2 separate regions of the Mus musculus genome follow, and region 2 is linked to region 1. The links are chromatin contacts, called in public Hi-C maps. All regions are on one chromosome and are shown on one strand. Each heading gives the region's core, a stretch centred on a gene start, on an enhancer-like site or on the middle of the called end of the contact. The rest is flanking DNA. Distances are from core to core; before and after follow the strand shown.

Region 1 (5,897 bases), core at 3,292-5,791:
CTCTTATTTGGTGATTTCATTTAGATTTCTTTTGTATCTGTATATACATATATGTTTTATATACATATATAGTACACATGTATATAATATACTATATGTAGTAGTATATATAATATACTATACAAATGTATGTATATGTGTGTATATATACACATATATAATACATACATGTGTATATAATATATATTAATATTATGTAGCATATTATTAATATGTATATACATAATTATATGTATATATTATATATATCTTAAGAATTTGTAGTAGGTTTCCATATGATCCCCCCCCAATAGCTCTAAGTGTTATTTGTCCCCTTTTGACTCATGTTTTATTTGGAGATTATGTTTAATCTCCTTGCATTTAGATATTTTTCTAGTTGGTTTCCTTTTATTAATTTCTAGTTTATTTTCACTGTGACATGCAGGTAGACATTGAATGATTTTTATTCTTCTAAACTTGTAGCTGTGTTCAGTGGTCCAGACTGCTGTCTAGCTTCATGTATGCATGAGAAGAAGATGTATGTTGTTATTGGAGGAAGTCGCCTGCAGATGTTCATTATATCCAGGTGGTTGAAGATGAGGAATTCATTTGTGTCCTTATTCGTTTCCTGCCCGCTGGATCTGTCCGTTTCTAATAGAGGGTTCTAAAGGTCTTGAATGACAGCTGTGGAGTTACCCCCTCCTCTTTGAAGCTCTAATGCATGTTTGGATGTATTGTGCTGTGTATTCAGGCACAAGCACACTAAGGTTGTTACATCTGCTGACTTTCTTTGTGAATTGACTTCTTTACCTTTACATGCGGGTTTAAAAGTCCTTGACAACTTCCTGTGTTAAGGAGTTACAGAGACAAAATTTGGAAGTGTGACCAAAGGATGGACCATCTAGTGATTGCCATATCCAGAGATCCATCCCATGATCAGCTTCTAAAGGCTGACACCATTGCATACACTAGCAAGATTTTGCTGAAAGGACCCAGATATAGCTGTCTCTTGTGAGACTATGCCAGGGCCTAGCAAACACAGAAGTGGATGCTCACAGTCAGCTATTGAATGGACCACAGGGCTCCCAATGGAGGAACTAGAGAAAGCACCCAAGGAACTAAAGGGAACTGCAACCCTATAGGTGGAACAACAATATGAACTAAGCAGTACCCCGGAGCTCTTGACTCTAGCTGCATATATCAAAAGATGGCCTAGTCGGCCATCACTGGAAAGAGAGGCCCATTGGACTTGCAAACTTTATATGCCCCAGTACAGGGGAACGCCTGGGCCAAAAAGGGGGAGTGGGTGGGTAGGGGAGTGGGGGGGTGGGTATGGGGGACTTTTGGTATAGCATTGGAAATGTAAATGAGCTAAATACCTAATAAAAAATGGAAAAAAAGTTTCTCCATACACCAACTCAGAGGCAAGGGGGAAGAGGATGGGATGAGAAACAGTGGGAGGGGGAATCAGGAGGTGGCGCAATGGCTGGAATGTAAACAAAAAAATTAAAAAGAGAAAGATAAGGAAAAAAGAGTTTCTCCACATAGAATTTATTTGAGAGTCTCCATTTTCTTTTGTTCTGTGTCCACATGGTATAGAAATAGTTCAATCTGATTTCAAAAGCATTCTTAGCCTTTCCAAGTTACTGGCAGATCAGAAGTCAGACCTGTAATGCCTCTGTACTCATCCTAGTGGCAATGGAAGAAGGAGACACTAAGTAGAAGCTTGAAGAGGAATCCCAAGGGATTTTGAGAACAGACTTGGTATGCGAGTGGAATGGGTGGAGATATAAACAAAGGGATCTTAACTGTGGCCACATTCCCTGTGTGTTCTCTCCCTATCTGCGGTGGTCGAGAATTTCAACTAATGATCTTCAGTGTGTGAGCACTGTCATGTGTTGCCCTGCTGCTCGCTTAAGGTTGCCTCGACCCAGCATTGAGGTCTTGGCTGGAGGCTAGTTAGTGTCTCATTTTTGGCCAGCAGTAGAGTCAACACCCCAACCACTTCCCTTACCGGATTCTCATCCTCTGGGTCACTGTCTATTAACCCTGATCACCAAATCGTCAGCACCACGCAGCTAGACAAGCAGCCCCCATGACTTTTATCATGCTTACGTAAACCAGAAAAGCTATTAAAGCAGTTATGTGGGACCTTTGGCTGCATCGCTCTTCTGGGATCACTTTATGAGCTTTAGGCTAAAGGATGTCCAAGGATAAGAAAGAGGATGAGAATAAATCAGAGCATCTTGATTGTGCGTATCAGGGGGCCTTGCTCTCCAGTGCTGTTCTGGTGCGATTATAGGGTAACAGAGAGGCTGGGTGGATGGGGTCACTAGTATGTATGTGTAGAAAAGTCCATACTGTGTTGATATAATACTGGGAATTAACTGTTACAAAGAATAAACAATTGCAACTTATTTGTACTAATAGTTCTAAATGCTTTATGATTATTTATTTTATGTAGGCATCATTATTCCTTTTTTTTTTTTAGAAATAATTTCAAGGTTTTACTTCTCCCACAGAAATAACTCATTCATGCATATCTGGTCTTTGGATTAGTCTCTTTGATTGTATATTTTTTTTTTAAAAATTAAAGCTATTAAATGAAACATTAAAATTTTCTACCCTTACATACATTACCCAAATGTGTCTCTAGTTTACTCTTTGTCGATAGAAACTATTCATTCCATGGCCCATAATATTTATCAATTAAAAAAGAGTCACAGAGGTAGCATTTTAAAATTGAAGAAGCAAAAACTGTATGTAGGGCTGGCAAGATGGCTTAGTGGGTAAGAGAATGCACTGACCGTTCTTTCGAAGATCTTGAGTTCAAATCCTAGCAACCACATGGTGGCTCACAACCATCCATAATGAGATCTGATGCCCTCTTCTGGTGTATCTGAAAACAGCTACAGTGTACTTACATATAATAAATAAATAAATTTTAAAAACCTGCATGTATATATTATGTTATGAGATGCAATTTGGCAAGTGTATGCCTAGAAAATAAAGTATCTTCCCAAGAGCAATTGAACTTGAATCTCTTGGACTGAGACTTTAGTGAATTATGTTTATTATATTACATTTAAACAAATTACCCAGGTTTCCTTGATTCTGGGGAACTAAATGCATGCATGTCAGGCAAATGATCTACTAAGTTATTCTTATGGTACAGGTAAGGAACGGACAGAAACTTTGGGAGGTGGGTTTTCCAAAGAACAATAGATTCTGTCTCAGTCAGAGACACTGCAGGCGTTCATTATTACCACACCCCTATCATCATCCCATAAGAATTCCATAATTTATAAGCCCAAAAGTTCAGAATACCCAAGATTCAATTCGCAGACCATATGAAGTCTAAGAAGAAGGAAGACCAAAATGTGGATGCTTCAGTGCTTTTTAGAAGGGTGAACAAAATACTCACAGGAGGAAATATGGAGACAAAGTATTGAGCAGAGACTGAAGGAAAGGCCATGCAGAGACAGCCCCACCTGAGGAGCCATCCTATATACAGTCACCAAACCTGGACACTATTGTGGATGCTGCGAAGTGCTTGCTGATGGAAGCCTGATGTGGCTGTCTCCTGAGAGGCTCTGCCAGAGCCTGACAAATACAGAGGTCAAGCTCTCAGGCAACCATTGGACTGAGCTCAGGGGTTCCCAATGGAGGAGTTGGAGAAGGAACTGAAGGAGCTGAGGAGCAGCCCCATGGAGGAAGCAACAATGTCAACAGGCCAGACCCCCCTGGAGCTCCAGGGGACTGGACCACCAACCAAAGAATACACATAGAGGGACCTATGGTTCTGGCCACATATGTGGCAGAGGATGGCCTTGTTGGATATCAGTAGGAGGAGAGGCCCTTGGGCCTGAGGGTGTTCGATGCCGCAGTGTAGGGGAATGCCAGGGTGGGAGGATGGGAATGGGTGGATTGGGGAACACCTTCAAAGAGGCAGGGGGAAGGAGGATGGGAGAGGGGGTTTCCTAAGGGGAGACCTGGAAAGGGGAAAGCATTTGAAATGTAAATAAAAAAATATCCCCCCAAAAGATATCCACTAAAAAAACAAACAAAATTTAAACAATATCCACAAACCCCAAACCAAAAACAAACAAAACCCCCAAACCAAAAACCAAACCACTAAAGTGAGAGGCTGTTCACCATGTTGATGAATGTACATCCAAAGGAAAATAGACCCAAAATGGATATGTTTCCCTAGAGAATTTTCTACTGTTACAGTACTCAGAGAACTTGGCATTTCTGTGAATTGATAACCAGGAAGAACATCCCCTCTGTCACCAGTCTTCACAGAAAGTGCCTGGGTTAGGGCCACTATATAGGAACTATATAGTTCAGGAGGCAATTCCATTACAGTCTCTTAACTTTTAATCATTATTAAGCCATTAGTCCATTTGCTTTTTAAGAGGCAGTTGGTGGCGGGGGGGGGGGGGCTTTCTGCTTGGCTGGTGCCTGTTAAGTCCCCATTTTCCCTCTTGGAGGCACAGTCTCACAATCTGGCGTTTGGTTAGTAATCTGGAGGAAATTGAAATGTGGTTGGAGGCAAGAAGGTGAAACCTGAGTCCTTAGAGTGTCGACTGCCATGAGCCATCTGGTGGGTAGATCTCATCACGGCCTAATGGGGATGTGGGATGGTCTACATTAGCATGTTTGAAAACATGACTTCTCACCTCTACCTTAACGGTCCCACCTGGGGAACAGGTAGGAGAAGAGGATGTACTACCTGCGTATTAGCTCACAGAAATGCCAAGCTCTCTGAGCATGTTAATAGCAGAGAAACGTCTAGGGAAACACGTCCGCCGTGGGTCTATTTTCCTTTGGAGGCACATTCATCAAGGGCACCCTGCTCGGCCCCTTGCTCTAGTGGAGTCACTGTAAAATGCTTATGGAATGATGATGGAAACCGTCCCAGCAGGACGCAGGGCTCTGTGCAGCGTTCAGATGACCCGGCTTCTCGCCTCAGCCTTCTCTTGTCAGATCTGTGATCCAAAGCAGACGGAGCAGAAGGAGCCGGAGTGCATCATCTTGACACAGAGTTGGACTCCGTTTCCCAGGGCTTGGCCACATATGCCGCATCTGCCTGTGATTCTACCGCATGGTAGAAGCAGAAGACAAAATGAAGATGAACAGCAATCCCGTCAGTCCTATAGCTTTTGCTGTGAATACAAGTATTTAGATTTACAATGGTTATATTGAACGAGGACCATCGTCATTTTAAATAAAGCTGTGATTGATGTCAGTGGGCAAAATTGGAATTCTGGGTACCTGCAAATATATAAACACAAAATAGGCACCTGTGTAAACATCTCTTCAGAGCATCTTCCTGCTTCCCTCCCACCTCCCCCTTCCTGTAGTATGTACCGAGTGAGCATTGAATCCCAGGCCTTACGCATATTAGGCATGTGCTCTGCCATGGAGCCACATCTCCAGTGTCAGAACTTTTGAAGATATATAGACAAACCCTGAGTTATGGTAAATTCTAAAGAAAAGGTTGAGCAAAATGTTAATAAATATTTCATTAATGTTTATTAGTTTTATTGAATACTTCCTCAGGTCAGGTTAATGATCTTCGTTTCTCTCTCTCTCTCTCTTTCTCTCATCTCTCTCATCTCTCTCTCTCTCTTTTCTCTCTCTCTCTCTCTCTCTCTCTCTCTCTCTCTCTCTCTCTCTCTGTAGTCTATATACTCACTAGCACATTGGGATGACTTGCGCTGTAATTGGGACCTTGTATATAGCATGTCGTATAAAGGAGGATGCAGCCTTAACACGGTTGCTTCTGCTTTGGTCTATTTAAGGGGTCAAAGTAAAAGGCTTGTGAGTTTTGAAGCCTTTCACCTACTCTTCATTGCAAGCTTTGACTCTGAGCTCTTGAACAGTTTCTTTCAGGATCTGATCGTTTCCATATT
Region 2 (6,077 bases), core at 2,804-5,303, 76 kb before region 1:
AACTTCAAAGCTCACCTCCCTCCTGTCCCCAGTGACAAAACCCCTCCAATAAGCCCATACCTCCTAACTCTTCTCAAAACATTTCTACAAATTAGAGATCAAACATTCAAATATATGAGCCTATGTATGTAGTGTGTGTGGTGCTTTTCATGTTACCTGATAGGGTCTGAAACCACCACACAGGGACTCTTTATACTGAATCTGGAACTCAGTGATTGGCTGGACTAACTGGCCAGCAAACACAGGCATCTTCCAGTCTCCACTCACTGGTACTCAGTTGTGGTGGTTTGGATAGGTTTGGTGGTGATAGACTCATGTATTTGAATGCTTGGCCCACGGAGAGTGGCACTATTAGGAGGCATGGCCTTGTTTGAGGACATGTGTTGCTCTCAGGGGGAGCTTTGAGATCTCTTCCTATGCTCAGCTCCACTCAGTGTGGAAGAGAGCCTCTTCTTGATTGGTTGTAGAAGACAGTTTCTTCCTGGGCTGTCTTTGGATCATGATGTAGAACGCTTAGCTCCTCCAGCACCAAGTCTGCCTGCATGCTGCCATACTTCCTGCCATGATGATAATAGACTGAACCTCTGAAACTGTAAGTCAGCTCCAATGAAATGCTTTCTTTTTATAAGAGTTGCCTTGGTCGTAGTATCTCTTCACAGTAATAGAACCCTAACTAAGAAACAGGCTTACACATTTGTGCTGTCACGCTCGGCTTGCTATGAGCGGTAGAATGTGAACTGCTTGCACGTCAGAATTTTACCACAGAGTTAGTCAGTGTAGCCAGGTTCTCTTCGAACTCACAATCTTCCGGCTTCCTCACAGGTTCTTGGATACATGCATGTGCTCTACCTGACTGGAGGAGATTTTAAAAATTTACAAACAATAAAGTGTTGTATAGCTTTAAAGGCAATTGTATATTGCATTTGTAATCCAAAATAGTGACAATCCATAGGGTACCCTGGAATTATCTATGCCCACCAGATACACAAGAATAGTATCTAGTACCTAATGTTTGTAGATTCTCGCTAGTACTGGCTCTCTTCCAGAACAATCCTCTCCTGAACAGGAGTTGGGGAAGGTTTAGACTGTTGGGTTTTTTGTTGTTCTTTTGCTTGTTTATTTTGGCTTTTCAAGATAAGGGTTTCTCTGTGTAACCTTGGCTGTCCTGGAACTTACCTTATAGACCAGGCTGGCCTTGAACTCAGAGATCTGCTTGCCTTTGCCTCCCAGTGCTGGGATTAAAGACGTGTGCCACCACTGCCCAGCGATCAGTAACTTTAGACTGTGACTACTCATGAATCTCCAGTGTTTCTGTCTGTAGCTCCTCGAATCTACCTGAAAAGCAAGCAAAAGTCAGAAGCAAATTTCTTTCTTTTTTTTCCTTCGAGACAGGGTTTCTCTGTGTAGCCCTGACTGTCCTGGAACTCACTCTGTAGACCAGGCTGGCCTCGAACTCAGAAATCTGCCTGCCTCTGCCTCCCGAGTGCTGGGATTAGCAAATTTCTACTTGGTATTCTGTATACAGATGAAGCATTTAGAAACACATATCTTTGATCTTTGTGAAATTATCGGCCAAGGAGAAAGGCTCTTTGGACTCACAGAAATGGAAATAATTCCTTTTCTGACATGACAACAAATGTCAAATATATTCGAAGATCATTTTCACAGGTATATATCTCAGTGACCAGCAGAGGGGGCCAAAGAGCTGTTGATGTCTACTCGCACAGCACACATGATAATGTTTAAACTTTGTATCCAGAAAGTATCATGGCTTTAATTTTTCTGACGGAAGTGAGGCTAATATATGCATAGAATTGTACAGGTATCTTGTTGCAAGAATCCCAAGAGTTATGAAAGAAATGCTTTTTACATACAAAAACAAGGCCACCAAACTACTAAATGATTCAGTAGATAGCTTCCCTCCTCCACATTCTCTCCAATTCCAGGGTCCAGAATCAGACATTTTAGACACTGACTTTACTTTGCCTTGGGGAAAAACATGTATTTTTTAAAAGTAATTTGACAACAAAACACACATTTAAAAATGTACCGAAGGGCCTGGTGGTGGCGGTGAATGCCTTTAATCCCAGCACTCAGGAGGCAAAGACAGGTGGATGTCAAGTTTGAGGCCAGCCTGGTCTATGGATCAAGTTCTAGTACAGCCAGGGCTACACAGAGAAACTATGTCCCCCCACTCCACTCCATCCCACTCTCTGGGGGAAAAAAAAGGTACCAAAGAGTCTTGGTGAATGACACCTTTCTTTCCCACTAGATCCTTAGCCGCCCCACTTCAATGAATGTCCACCTCTGTAAGGCAGTTTTAAAAATAAATCCTGCCATATATGACAAGTCCTTTAACAAATGTAATAATTCTTTAATATATATATACATATATATACATATACATATATATATATATATATATATATATATACACATATATATATATACACACATGCACACACACACAAAACTTTCAAATAGGAATTCAGGAGTCCTACCTCTGTTCCACAGAGGTGGTGTATTGATCATTGGTATATATATCTATCAGCAGACACTGACTACTGGTTACCAAGAGTGATCATAAGTGCAGGGCGGGCAGCAGTCCACAGTGGCATGATGGCAGACAAGGTTGTCTTACGCTCTCCATCCTCATCCCTTCTATAACTTTGCTGTTAGCTAATTCACGGGGCAGGCTGTGTGTTGTTTGATGAGAGAGCACAGAAGAAGGTTGAGCGCTAGGACCTTGGGGCATGTGTGCAGCATGCGCCCCTTTCCTTGGTGTCCCCTACCTAGCATCCTCTTCTCATTGATGGTTCTTCGTCCAAGTCCAAGTATACCCTGTCCTTGTTTGGGTTTCAATAGCTCGGAAGAGGAAACCATGGCCACAACAATTCTTACTTAAAAAAAAATGGCTTGCATTTCAGATAATGGTTTAATCTATTATCATCATGGCAGGAAACATCGCCTCGCACTCGCCTCTCTTTTATATATATCTTGATGCTACTTTTTCAAAAGCTCTGGGGTCAAGGTTCTATACATAAAACACTAGTCTCCAGATGCCTGATCTGGTTGGGAAATCACCGGAGCACTGAAGACTTCTCTCAGGCATAGCGTTACTTTCTTCTTAAACTATATTAGAGTAACCCAGATAGTGACTTACAGCCTGGCTTTATCATGTGGTCTTTCGAGTTTCCTCCTTGCTTGTGGGACTCAAGCAACCCAGTTTAGTGGGTGGTATCTGAGGGAGAGGCAGAAAGAACGTTTGTAAAAATTTCCTTTTAAACTGAATAATACAGGGCTATGTGTTGTGGCCATCCTTTTTATTGCACATGAGATCTCAAGAATGCACGCATAGCACATAACTGAAATTCTATACCCAGAAAGGACATTTATGTGCTAAGAAGTTGTCAGGTAAGTATTAGATTTTTAGAAGTATTATTTTAAAATTGGTATACACATCTTTACATATTTATCAGTACCACATGATGTCTTGATAAATGTACATTTTATGTGACGTTTACATGATGACAAACATGTCTGTCTTCTCAAATATTTGCAGTATTTTTGGTGAAGAAAAACAAAATGAAAGCACCCTAGCTTTCTTTTTAACTGTACAGCATATTTATTGTTCACAATGTTCACTCATATGTGTATGTTACATTTTCATAAGAGTCTATTATAACATGCACCAGGCATGATCGTGCATGCATGTTCCATTTGGGAGGATGAGGAAGGAAGATAGTGAGATCAAGGCCAGGCTGAGCTATATACTAAGATCCTGTGTTAGTAAACAGCAACGAAACTTGTGTCTTTAACTGACGTTTGTGATTCAATCTGCCTAGTGCAATGACAGTCCAAAAACCATTAACTTCCAGGAGACTGGAAGGGATGAAAGGCCACGTTAATCCAGGTGTGTTAAATGCCTTTTTAAAATTAAAAATCGAACACTAGAGGGCGGCAAAACACTGTCGGCAAAAATTCATTCGAGCTCCAAAGCTGTTTTCCTGTAAAAGAGGAGGTGTTTGCTGACTAGCGTCAAGAAAGAGCTGCCCTGATATTCAAGATGCTTCTCTGCACCCAGCCTCACTCAAATCTTTGTGCTTGCTTTGTGTTTTCCTCCACATCACCTCCCTGGCTCCATGATTTGCTTTCCAAGCACACACACTTGTAGGTAGTGTTTCTGCAGGGACCTCTCTCAGTTCATTTTCAAAGACTGCTAACTTTGGTCCTCTTAGGACATACTGAGTCTTCTGGGGAGAGGCAGCCTCTCTCTCTCTCTCTGTTACGGATTGTAAACCCTGGGGGGTGGGGTGGGGTGGGGTCCTGTGAGCGTGCTCATAGGGATGACCCTGTAGTGTCTCGAAGGATGCACTGGACAGTCAGAAAGCTGTGCTGGATTTGGCTCGGTGCTTCATTCTAATCCTGTTTCCTCTGCTTAAGATGGGACTGATAAGCCAGGATATCTTCTCAGTTGCCGCTTCTGATTCCCCCGTCTAAGTTGTGGGAGAAAAGACGTGCCACATTTGGCTGTATATGATGGCTGAGTGTGGTCACTGCTGGCAGAGAGTGGAGCTCTGTCTCCGGGACTCACATGGTTGGTACTGGGTGATATATTCTGGTAAAAACATCTAATAGAGGTGCCAACTGAGCTTGGAGCACTGGGTTATGATGGCGGTCTCTCATGAGTTATGCAACCTTGAGTGAGTTCCGTAACCTCTCCTCCCTCACTTATAAAACGAAGTCATTCTAGAGAGTGTCTCTTAAGGAAAATTGTGCCCCTGAATCAGATTTGAAGTAGATCCCAGACTTCACCTTCTTCTACTAAATTATATTTTTCTTAGTGTTGGTCTGTGGTATAGATTTGTGGCAGGGAGAAGTGTAACTGGGGTTTGCTCCCAAGACACGAATATCCATGCTAGATCATTGCTAGTATTCCCGTTCACTGTCCGTCTGTCTGTCCATCCATCCACCCACAATCTATCAAAAATGCTGCAAGTCTATTTTGAATTCAAATAAGTTTCCAAGAAAATTACTTAAACTAGTCTGTGCGAGCGCGCGCACATGCACACGCGTGTGCACACACACACACACACACACACGCTCACACACGCACACACACAGGGTGGAGCAGTTAGTATATTACAGCCGCTGTAGTGACAGGATCTTGGTTAGGCTACACTGACATCAAAACTTAGTTTTTAAACCTCAGTGACTTGACTGCACATGACACAATGGGCCCCACCTACTGGATACAGGAGCTGGGACATTTACTCAAATGGCTGAGTGATAGAAGTCTTAGAAGGAATGGGTGTCTCAGCGCCAGCACCTGCCACCTATCAGCAGGCTAATTTTGGGAACGTGTTTCATTTCCTGTCTCCAGGAGTTGTTATCCTTCAAAGGGAATTATAAAGCCTCAATGCTTGTTTCCTAGCTTGAAGATTAGGTCTCAATGCATCAAGCTCTGCGTTCATTCTGAAGGGCAATGCCATTCAACACAGCCTCTGTACCATGCTACCACGTCAAGCCAGAGCTCTGATTCTGAGGCGGTCTTAGCTGACTCTAGCAAAGGCAGCAACAGGCCCACTTAATCTGAGTTTGTGACTGCTGTATGATCTCTCCCTGTTTTCTCTTTCTCTTTCCGAGGACTCCAATAGCCCCAAGCACCTCACCCAAAGTTGCTTCTCCCGACATGGGATGTTCATCTTATTCACTAAACACTGTACCCCATCGTCCAGAAAACCTCAACCGAAGCCTGCCCCATTATGGTTGTTTACTTCTTTTGTGAATATAAGGTTTCATGGTTGTCTTAGTCAGGGTTTCTATTCCTGCACAAACATCATGACCAAGAAGCAAGTTGGGGAGGAAAGGGTTTATTCAGCTTACACTTCCATACTGCTGTTCATCACCAAAGGAAGTCAGGACTGGAACTCAAGGAGGTCAGAAAGAAAGAGCTAATGCAGAGGCCATGGAGGGATGTTCTTTACTGGCTTGCCTCCCCTGGCTTGCTCAGCCTGCTCTCTTATAGAACCAAGACTACCAGCCCAGAGATGGCCCCACCCACAAGGAGACTTTCC

The links. Hi-C and Micro-C count contacts between places; a contact is called where the count stands out from the background.
Region 2: a contact with region 1 is called in a Hi-C map of the N1E-115 cell line, with 2.8 times the contacts expected there. The contact joins two enhancer-like sites. A contact is called at or near these places in 2 of 15 datasets of contacts at CTCF or cohesin (the G1E-ER4 cell line and pro-B cells), 41 of 484 Hi-C or Micro-C datasets (the Ba/F3 cell line, CD8 T cells, ECoMG myeloid progenitors and 22 more), 2 of 115 datasets of contacts at active chromatin or transcription factors (CD8 T cells and a beta-TC-6 cell line) and 1 of 9 other capture datasets (embryonic stem cells).

What each region holds. Positions count from the first base shown.
Region 1 is chr13:111,333,510-111,339,406 of GRCm38.p6, reverse strand. No RefSeq gene overlaps it. Among named protein-coding and RNA genes, the nearest start is that of Actbl2, 81 kb to the right of the region's middle. Within about 2 kb of position 4,541, at least 9 of the 459 cell types and tissues checked have an H3K27ac peak or open chromatin away from gene starts, as enhancers often do. A contact at or near this core is called in the N1E-115 cell line, where this site is marked.
Region 2 is chr13:111,408,972-111,415,048 of GRCm38.p6, reverse strand. No RefSeq gene overlaps it. Among named protein-coding and RNA genes, the nearest start is that of Gpbp1, 78 kb to the left of the region's middle. Within about 2 kb of position 4,053, at least 14 of the 459 cell types and tissues checked have an H3K27ac peak or open chromatin away from gene starts, as enhancers often do. A contact at or near this core is called in the N1E-115 cell line, where this site is marked.